Regions from separate parts of the Mus musculus genome. Here region 2 is linked to region 1. A link is a contact called in public Micro-C data. All regions are on one chromosome and are shown on one strand. Each heading gives the region's core, a stretch centred on a gene start, on an enhancer-like site or on the middle of the called end of the contact. The rest is flanking DNA. Distances are from core to core; before and after follow the strand shown.

What was found. Hi-C and Micro-C count contacts between places; a contact is called where the count stands out from the background.
Region 2: a Micro-C map of muscle stem cells shows a contact between it and region 1, with 4 times the contacts expected there. The contact joins the promoter of Gdf6 here to the promoter of 4930412C18Rik in region 1. A contact is called at or near these places in 3 of 484 Hi-C or Micro-C datasets (embryonic stem cells and muscle stem cells) and 1 of 115 datasets of contacts at active chromatin or transcription factors (embryonic stem cells).

What each region holds. Positions count from the first base shown.
Region 1 is chr4:9,769,204-9,773,780 of GRCm38.p6, forward strand. 4930412C18Rik (RIKEN cDNA 4930412C18 gene) reads left to right here and starts at 1,382. Exons shown (of 4, transcript NR_030693.1): 1 at 1,382-1,491.
Region 2 is chr4:9,840,872-9,845,791 of GRCm38.p6, forward strand. Gdf6 (growth differentiation factor 6) reads left to right here and starts at 3,501. Exons shown (of 2, transcript NM_013526.1): 1 at 3,501-4,021. The coding sequence starts at 3,607.

The DNA of each region.
Region 1 (4,577 bases), core at 132-2,631:
TCTATTACATTTGTTTTTGAGCATTTCATACTATGTATAAAACATTCTGATTGCTTTCACTACCCAGTCTTTTCCTCCCACTCTTGTGAATCACCCTCGACAAATCCTGTCCCCACATCTGTGTCATTTGTTATGTTTTTTTTGATCCGTCAAGTTTAACCATGGCTATCTGAAACTGCTTCTTTCCTGCCGGCACATAAATTCCCCCGAAAAAGTGACTCTGAGATTTCTATATATGAATAAATTTTGAGGTCAATAGCTTTGGCTCTATTCTCCAACTAGCTCTTACCTTAATTACTCATTTATTTTATTCTATGTTCTGCCACCTGGCTGGTTACCTGGTCCTCAGTTTCTGTCTGGGGGGAATCTCCAGAGCCTGACTCTTTTCCTAGAATCACACACACACACACACACACACACACACACACACACACACACACACACAGTGTGTGTGTGTGTGTGATTAATCTGTGAAGACGCTGTTAAGTAATATTTATTTTGAATTTTGAATTCAAATTGTGAATCATTCATTAGGAACTTTGAATTCATAAGGAGACAGTTCTGTTATACTGGGTCTCAAGACTGAAAGACAGCAGGGTAGAGACACTGCTGAGTCATGGTCAAACTCAGCAGAAAACATATCAGTTTACCCGTTTTCTGTCCATATTTTTCTGTCTTCATACTTCACCTGCAGTGGTTGAGACTTTGAAAGTGTACAGTCTAGGTACTTGCTCTCATATATATTTGTTTTGTTTTAGGTGAGGTCTTGCTGAGTAACCCGGGATGCTGTCAGACTCACTACCTGAACGGCTCCAGCATGGATCCTTCCGCGTCAGCGTACTGAATGTTAGGACCATAGGCATGCGATATTTTTAAAGGGTATCTGACCTAACACCACTAATACGGTTTTATGTAGCTCCTTAGGTGGAGAAAGGGAAGCCACTTTCCTGAACTTGAAGATTCCATATCTACAGATTTGATCCCTCACAGATTTCTGAGGAGTGTATGTATGTACAGTCTTTCTTTGTTATTTCCAAAAATAATGCAGCATAACAACTATTTGTGTAGTGTTTCCCTTATATCCAGCATTAAAAGTAATCTAGGGATAATTTAAAGAATGCAGAAAATGTCTGTAGATTGTATTAAAATGTTGCACCATTTGACGTAACGATCCTCTGCCATCCCAGAACCCCTTTCTTCCAAATGGAAAATCTTTTTACTACGCAACCTATCTCTGAGCAATGGCTCCATTAGTACCTTAAAACTTCCTTCTTGTAACAGAACCCCGAATAACACCCTGCTCCGTCTCCCAACTTCTTGCTCTTTTTCCCATCGAGTCACGAAAAGTGTTTCTTGGAACCGGTCGCGCAAAAGGCTCAGTCCAGTGCGCAGAGGTTTTAACAGTGACTTCCCGGGCTGTGTGAGCGGCGCGTGCGCGGGTATCCTCAAGGGACCTGCGCAGAGTCTGGACATTACTCTCAGGCCAACGAGGTGGGCAGGCCTGCTGCTAGGTGACCGAGTCCTCTTTGGCGGTTTTAATTTCCCCAGCAACTTGCTCGCCTTCTGCTGTAGCTGAATCTGGCGCGTAAGATTCCTGGCGGCCCAGGCCCACACCAAGGTTTGTGCCCGGCCCAGCCAGAGTGAAGTTTGAAACGGAGACCTCTGCCGGAAGGAGCGGGTCGTTGGCAGGACAGCGGTTTGGCCTCCTTCCCCTCCGCCCTTGCACAGCCTGGGGCGGTGAGGAGGTAGGGGAGTGGACCTGTGCGATCTGACCTCTGGGGCACTTGAACTCAGCTACGTACATCCTACCCCTGGTATTTCTTTTCAGCGCTGGTGGCGATCAGAGCAATTAGCATGCGAGCCCTCGGGCTGTTCCTCCAGCTTCTGCCAGGATTGGAGGTAGATAAGTTGGGTTTATAGTGAGGTTTCAGGTTAACCTTGGTGAATATGAAGCATGCGCGGGAGCTGCAGTGGGAAAGATTTTTGTTTATCGTATGCACTAGAAAAAAAAAAAAATCTGTCATGGACTAGAATGCCAGAACACTTAAAACAGCATTCACTGCAAGTAGTATTCCCCAACCTGTTTTGTTTTGTTTTGTTTTTAAACTATGCCCCCTAGCGGTATAAATAGGAATAACCTTTTAAAACAGTATGGTTACCCTTCTCACAATTCCAAGAAATTGTGAACTCATTAATTTCATCTACTTGACAAATTTTTAAGGAACCTCACTAAATTTAAGGCATTCTGCTTCCGTGTGTGTATTCTGTAATAGAGGCCTGATTTTCACAGATTGGCTCCCTTCCACAAACCTACTTCCTTTTCCACAGCAAGCTTTTAGACCAGCTAATGTGGAAGGAGCTAATAGAACGATAGTGCCCAGCACATTATAAGTGTTAAGTAAATATTAGTCGTTATCATAATCACTGCGAACTATGTTTACAGTTTACCTCCTACACGTTTGTTTTTAGATTTTTTTTAACCCTTTCATATTCGAATCTTTGAGTCTGGGGTCGTGTAGCCCAAGCTGGTTTTATACTCTCACCTGTGTATAAAGGATGGCCTTGAGTTCCTGATGCTTATCCGCAACCCTAAGGATGCTGGAGCTGCAGATGTGTCCTGCCGCCGCGCCCATTTGATGTGGTGCTGAGGGTGGAACCCAGGGCTAGGCGGGCACTATACCAGCTGAGTTCCACCACCAGTCCTTTACTAATTTAATTCTCCAATGGAAACAGTTTTATACATGATCATTTCTAAGGTTGGAGGAAGCCATGTAGTAATCTGTACTGGGGAGTAAGAAGTCAGAGGGAGCTAACTGAGAGCTTGCCTCAGAAAACTAAAAGGGAGGAAGGAAGGAAGGAAGGAAGGAAGGAAGGAAGGGAGGGAGGGAGGGAGGGAGGGAGGGAAGTAAGGAGGGAGGGAGGGAGAGATGGGGGAGGGGAGGCAGGCTGAAGTCCTATTCCGTGCTTTTAATTCTTGTTTTGGAGAGGTAGAGATAGGTGGATCCCTTGAGTGCACTGGTCAGTTAACCTAACTTACTTCGCAAGTTCCAGGCCAGTGACACCATCTCAGAGAGAGAGAGAGAGAGAGAGAGAGAGAGAGAGAATGAAAACAAGTGTATAATATTCTCTGGCAGTCAATCACACTTGCAATTCCCTACCCATCTCAATGTCTCAATGTAAAAGGAAAGATGAGGCTTGGGCTACTTTCTTTCCTGTACCACATCTGTTTTGTTAACATCATGTTCTGTCCAACGTCCTTGGCCGCTTTAGGTTTACCCATCTCTCAGGCTCATCCTTGTTCTCCAGGCTTGTGAGGTGTTTTTATTTGTTTTGGTTTTGCATACGGTATTTTGCATGCCAGACATGAACGTTAGGGCTGAGCTATCTTCCAGCCCCCATTTTATTACTATTACTATTATTATTATTAAGTGTTTCTTTGTTTGTTTAGATAAGACCTGGAATTCACACTCTTACTGAGTTAGCTTCCTGAGTGCTGAAATTTCAAGCATGCTCTGTTACATTGAGGGTTTTTTTTTTTAAACTTTGTTTGTTTGGTTTTTGAAGATTGATCTAAGTAGCCAAACTTTTATTTACTTATTATAATATATGGCTTCATCAGTGCCTGACAAATACAGAAGTGGATGCTCACAGCCATCCATTGGACTGAGCATAGGGTCCCAATGAAGGAGCCAGAAAAAGGACCCAAGGAGCTGAGGGGTCTGCAGATCCCTAGGAGGAACAACAATATGAAACAAACAGTACCCCCAGAGCTCCCAGGGACTAAACCACCAACCAAAGAGTACATGCTCCAGCTGCATATGTAGCAGAGGATGGCCTAGTCGGGCATCAGTGGGAGGAGAGGCCCTTGGTCCTGGGAAGGCTCGATGCCCCAGTGTGGGGGAATGCCTGGGCCAGGAAGTGGGAGTGGGTGGGTTGATGAGCAGGAGGGGGAGTAGGAAATAGGGGGAGGGTGTTTTTCAGAGGGGAAACCAGGAACAGGGATAACTTTTAAAATATAAATAAAGAAAATATCCAATTAAAAAGGAAAAAAGACATTACATGTCATCATAGCTAGTTTTTTTTTTAACTTCTCATTGATTCTTTATGAATTTCACATCATGCACTCCAATCCCACTCATCTCCCATCCTTCTATATCTTCCCTCTGCCCTTGCAAACTTCCTCCCCAAAGAAAACAAACAAACAAAAAATATCTCTGTAGAAGCTGTGGTGTGTCACATAGTATACCCTTTTGCCTAATCAATTTTTCTTCCAAATGTCATTGATTTGGTTGGAGGTTTCTGGCTTTTTCTACAGTATCAATACTGGATCGTCACCAGGGCTCATCATGCATATCCTGTTGTTGCCCTGTGTCTGCAGCCTTGGATCTGCAGGACCCACCCCTCCATGTGCTCAAGCAGTTCATAGATGGGGCAGATATTGGGGCGGGCCCATTAAAAGCCCTGGATCTGGACCTGAATGGTAGCTGAATTGTTCATCCAGCCAGCAGCTCTCCTGCTTTGCCTAGGTGAGGGGGTGGCACCACTTCTCCTGCCTGAGGCAGCTGGAAAGCGCACTC
Region 2 (4,920 bases), core at 2,251-4,750, 74 kb after region 1:
TTGACTCAGATTCTTAGCATATAGTTCTCACCAGCCTGCAACTTGCTACACTGAGGCCGGGCTCAAATTCACAGAGACACCCTGCCTCTGCCTCCATGAGTGTAGAGTTTAGAGCCTTTTATCACCTGTCCTCATCCTCATTGGTACACTCTCTTTTCCTTACTTAAGAGAAAATGCTCTCCCTGATCCAATATGAAATAATCATTTTAAAATTGTCAAGAGCACACATTTAAGATAGTGATAAACGAGGCAATTTTATTTGGTTTTGGTCGTATAGTTCTGTGTAGCATATCTATAACTTATGAATTTTTAATGTCATATTCTATATATGCTTTAGGGGTGATCTTCCACCCCTAATTAATAAGTGAATTAAGTAATTTCTTTAAAGAGATGAATTGGGGTTACTAGTCCTTGTTTAAGCAGTTTTGCCTATGAGTAGCAATTTTCCAAGTGTCCACAAGGGGGCAGAAGATACCACAGATGTCTGTAACTGGGTGTGTGTCTGATCCTGGTATAAAAGCTATCAGGGCCAACGGGGGACCAGACTTTCTCAGTTCACATCAAGAGACTTTCACTGTTTCAAAATGTTCCCCCCAAAGAAACTGCCAAAGAAATGATTAGAGAGTCTAAGAAAGTTTGGAAACTAAAAACTCCAAAGATTATAGTGTTTCAAAGATTATAGTGTGAAAACCTAAAAGCAAGTCTAGTAATTGTTGTTCCTTATATCTTTAGTATAACAACACATATATGTACACGCGTGTGTGAGTACACACACCACACACACGGGGGGGGATGGATGGAGGGAAGGAGAGAGAGAGAGAGAGAGAGAGAGAGAGAGAGAGAGAGAGCGGGGATTGGAGTAATGGCCTTTCTGAATTACTGTAAGACATACTTTAGAAGGGAAGTTTTAACTACAGGAAACGCTGGGTTAGGAGTCTAATGGCTTGGCTCCTGGTTATATTTCTGGCTTGCTTGTGACCTCCAGCCTTTTGTGTTGGTTTGTCAGTCTATTTTCTCACCTGTAAGTAACCACTAGAGCCTTTGTGGCAAATGCAACTTTCCTCACTCAGATCCAAGGCTGCTAACAAGGACAGCAACACCTGCCCTGGGGTAATCCTCACGACAACAGTCCACATTCTTTGTGGTCCCTGTCGTTTGCCTTTCCACTACCTAGTCTGTTGAAGGGTTGTAGGCCATAGGCAATGAGACCTCTGCCTTGTTTCCTGTTTACTGGTAACTCACAACAGATAACTGCTGTGGGCAAACTGAGCAGAGATGAAGGCCAGCAGGAAGCGTGGTGCTGAGAAAGGATCCAAGCCCATGAGTCATCCCTAACAGGGCTGTGGAGCCAGACATGCGCAGAGTGTTAGCACAAGGTACACATGCTCATTCCCAGAAGGAGAGAATGGAGACAAGCCATGGATGGATGCCTCTCCTGGATGTCAGTACAGCGAGGGGAAGAGAAAGAGGCGCAGCACAGATATTAGAAGGCGATCGATTTGGTATTAGACATTAAGAGATGAGGGTGTCATCTCTGGATAACAGTAATGTATGAAGGACATGTGCACCAAAGATGAAGGAACATGAACAGAGAGAGCTTTTCGTCCTAGTGGGCTAAGCATTATTTAAGACTTAAAACTTCCTAGCTCCTTTCTCAGCCTTACACTGGTGAATGATAATGCTAGAAAGCAGAAGGAAGAAGCTAGACTCCTTCAAGTCCCAGACAGGCCATGGGTTGGCAGTCATGAACTGAGTAGCCCTAAGGGACGTTAAATGGGTTGGGGTAGAACCAGAATCTCTAGTGATAGAGAGCAAAGCAGCCCCTCTCAATAGCCTCGCAATTAGGAGTAGTGGCAATACAGGAGCAGTGTGATCGTGGGCCTCAGTTTCTCTGTCTGTAAAATAGAGATAATGTGGCCCTTGTCTCAGGCTTGTTATGAAGATTATGTGAAACTGTTTGCTAAGGCCATAGAGCCAGGCCTGACACAGCAGATGTCCAAGGTGAGTGTCATGCCTCTTAAGGAAGTCAGAGTAAAGAGAAGGGGAGAGAGGACCAAATTATCCTCACGCCTGCAAGGTCCCAATGAAGACAGGAGGGCCAGGGCGAGAGAACCCACAGAGACACAGCTCAAACCAGGAGGAGCAGAATGGTGGAACCACTGCTTCCTGGGTCTATCCGTGGCTGTGCCCTCTTGGCTGAATGGCCCTGGAAAGCCTTTATCTCTGAGCCTTTTGCCCCCCCCCTTTTTTTTTTAAATCCATAAGTGGAGTAATTTACAGGAGGACGTTTACAGATGGTGCGTGAGTACCCTGTAAAGACTCTGGACAACTTCCGTCTAGAGCGCTGTGCGAGAGAAGCAACGCTTCGCCGCCAAACCTAGCAACGTCCTGAACCGCGGGGCGGTGGGCGGGGAAGACACTGGGAATCTGGGGACAGATAAAGGAAACTCGTGATGGGGCGAGGCTGGGCTGAAGAGAAACAGATTGGGGTAGAGCTGCGCAGGGAGGGGTCTGGTGAAAGGGGGAGAGAGAGGGTGGGGATCAGAGAGTTGGGAGGCCACAGCCAAAAAAAAAAGCATATTTGGGGGGCAGGGACTGGGTGAGGAGAGGTATCGAATCGGAATGGGAAGGAATTTGGGGGAAGGACTAATTCCTGAAGACAATAGGAAAGAGGAAAAAGGAAGTACGGGTGCAGAAGAAGAGGGAGTCAAGCCCCTAAGGGTCCAGAGAAGTGTGGGGTCCCACGAAAGAGAAATGAAGCAGCTGGAGCAAACACCAGAGATTGAGGTCTGCGAGAGGAGAGTCTGGGGCCTGCAGGAGAGCGCGGCAGCTCCGAGCACCGGTCCAAACTCTGAAGACTGGTGGCCTTTGCCTGACCTCGAAGGTCGGGAATTGACGCGGGTCTTTGTGGAAAGCAGCATTCTACCAAGAGAAGGGGGCTGTGAAGGACTGGCCCCTGCGCCTGGCTTCCGGGACTCAGGGATGAAACTTGTGGGCGCGCGGGGGGGGGGGGGTGAGAGGGTGCTAACCGCCCGCTAGGAGGGTAGGGTGGCAAAGAGAGGGTGCCACTGCCCGGAGCCAGGGCGCAGCCTGCGGCAGCAGCCCCCCACCCCCACCCCCGCTCCGAGCCAGCCGCCGCGGCTGCCACTCCCCCGGGTCCCTGGAGAAGTTCGAGCAGCTGGTGGGGACTGACGGTCCCCGGCGCAGGCGGCTGCCTGCGGGCTCTGGCTCCCCAACCCTGGGACAGAGGCGCTCGCCTCTGGCTCGCCCAGTCGGCGCTCCGGACCCCGTGGGGCTCTTCCAGCTCTCACCTTGCCACCACCACAGCCCACCGCTGCCCCCCACCCCACACCTCCTGCCCGCACTACCCGCCTCCCTCCCTATCCCCGCAGCGCTGCTCTCCCCTCCTCTCCCCACCTCCCGGCGAGGGGCGGGAGGGGGCGTGGCAGGGCCTGGATTTGTGTAGCTGCTACCCGGCTCCCCGCACTCGTAGTCTGCAGGAGGAGCGCGGCCCCCGCCGCTGTCCAGCCGCTCCGTGCCTTTCGCGCCCGGCGCAGCCGCTGCTGTCGCCGCCGCCTCTCCGAGTAACTTAGCCACTCGCTCGCCATGGACACTCCTAGGGTCCTTCTCTGGGCGATCTTCCTCATTAGCTTCCTCTGGGATTTGCCGGGTTTCCAGCAGGCTTCCATCTCCTCGTCCTCCTCCTCCTCCACCGAATTGGACTCCACCAAAGACGTGGGGAACCGCAAAGAAGGGAAGATGCAGCGAACTCCACAAGAGAGTGCCGAGGGCCGGACGCCCCCGGAGCACGGGCTGCGGCAGAAGGACCTCCGGCGGCGGCCGCCCGGACAACATCAGGGGCAGGAGCCGCCGGGCAGGGGGCTGCGCGTGGTGCCTCACGAGTACATGCTGTCAATCTACAAGACTTACTCCATTGCCGAGAAGCTGGGCATCAATGCCAGCTTTTTCCAGTCTTCCAAGTCAGCTAATACGATCACTAGCTTTGTAGACAGAGGACTGGGTAAGTGGCAAAGAAAGCGCCCGACTCCTCTCCAGTTGGAGCTCCTCAGCCAGAGCTCTACCCAGGCTCTGGCAAGAGGCTGCTTTTGTGAATTCCCTTCGCATTTTGGACACCTCCCCCCTATTTTACTTTTCTCAAGCCCCCAATTCTGAGTGCAGCTGCAGCTTTTTGCTCCAGTCTGCAATTCTCCCCTACTTTCTTACTTTTTTTCTCTCCTTTTCCTTCCTGTTTTCTATTTTGCCGAAAGCATCGCGGCGGTCAATGGTCTGGTAGCTAGCAGAGGAAGCATAGAGGAAAAGAAGTGATGAGCAAATGAAGGGAAAGGGAGAAGGGTCAGAGAAAGGACTGAGAGACCCTGGCTCCAAAGCTTGTGAGGGTCGCGGGCCCTAGAGCATTCATGAGAGCTTTAGAGAGCCTCCTGTCTCTCAAGGAAAAGCCAGCACAAGGTAGTCAATCCGTCTAGGATCGGTGTCAGGCAGTGCCTAGATCCAGCAGCCCTGTGGGTTCACCCGATGTCCTGCGTAGGGTGTGGGGAAATATCAGCCAGGTGGGCACCCAGTGCCTTGTGGCACCGTTTTTATTTTTCCTCGTCTCACACATGATAGTTTTCAAGCCACCATCTTCGGGGTGGGCTGAAACTGGGACTGATAAAAGCGTGGAGTTGTTGGTGCTTACTGTACTACAGGACGGTACTCATCTACCTTTCTCAGCCAGGCAACCCTTCTATCGATGATCATCTCGGGACCCTACCCTCATCCCCTGTGCCAGACAGGATGCATTCCCGTCTATAGGATTCTGAGCTTCCTCCTCTTGCTATTATCGCTGATCCACAGCATAGCATGGGCAATGAAATCATAGCATCTCAGAGAAATCTTCAGAGATTGGGGAAAGTTCCACTG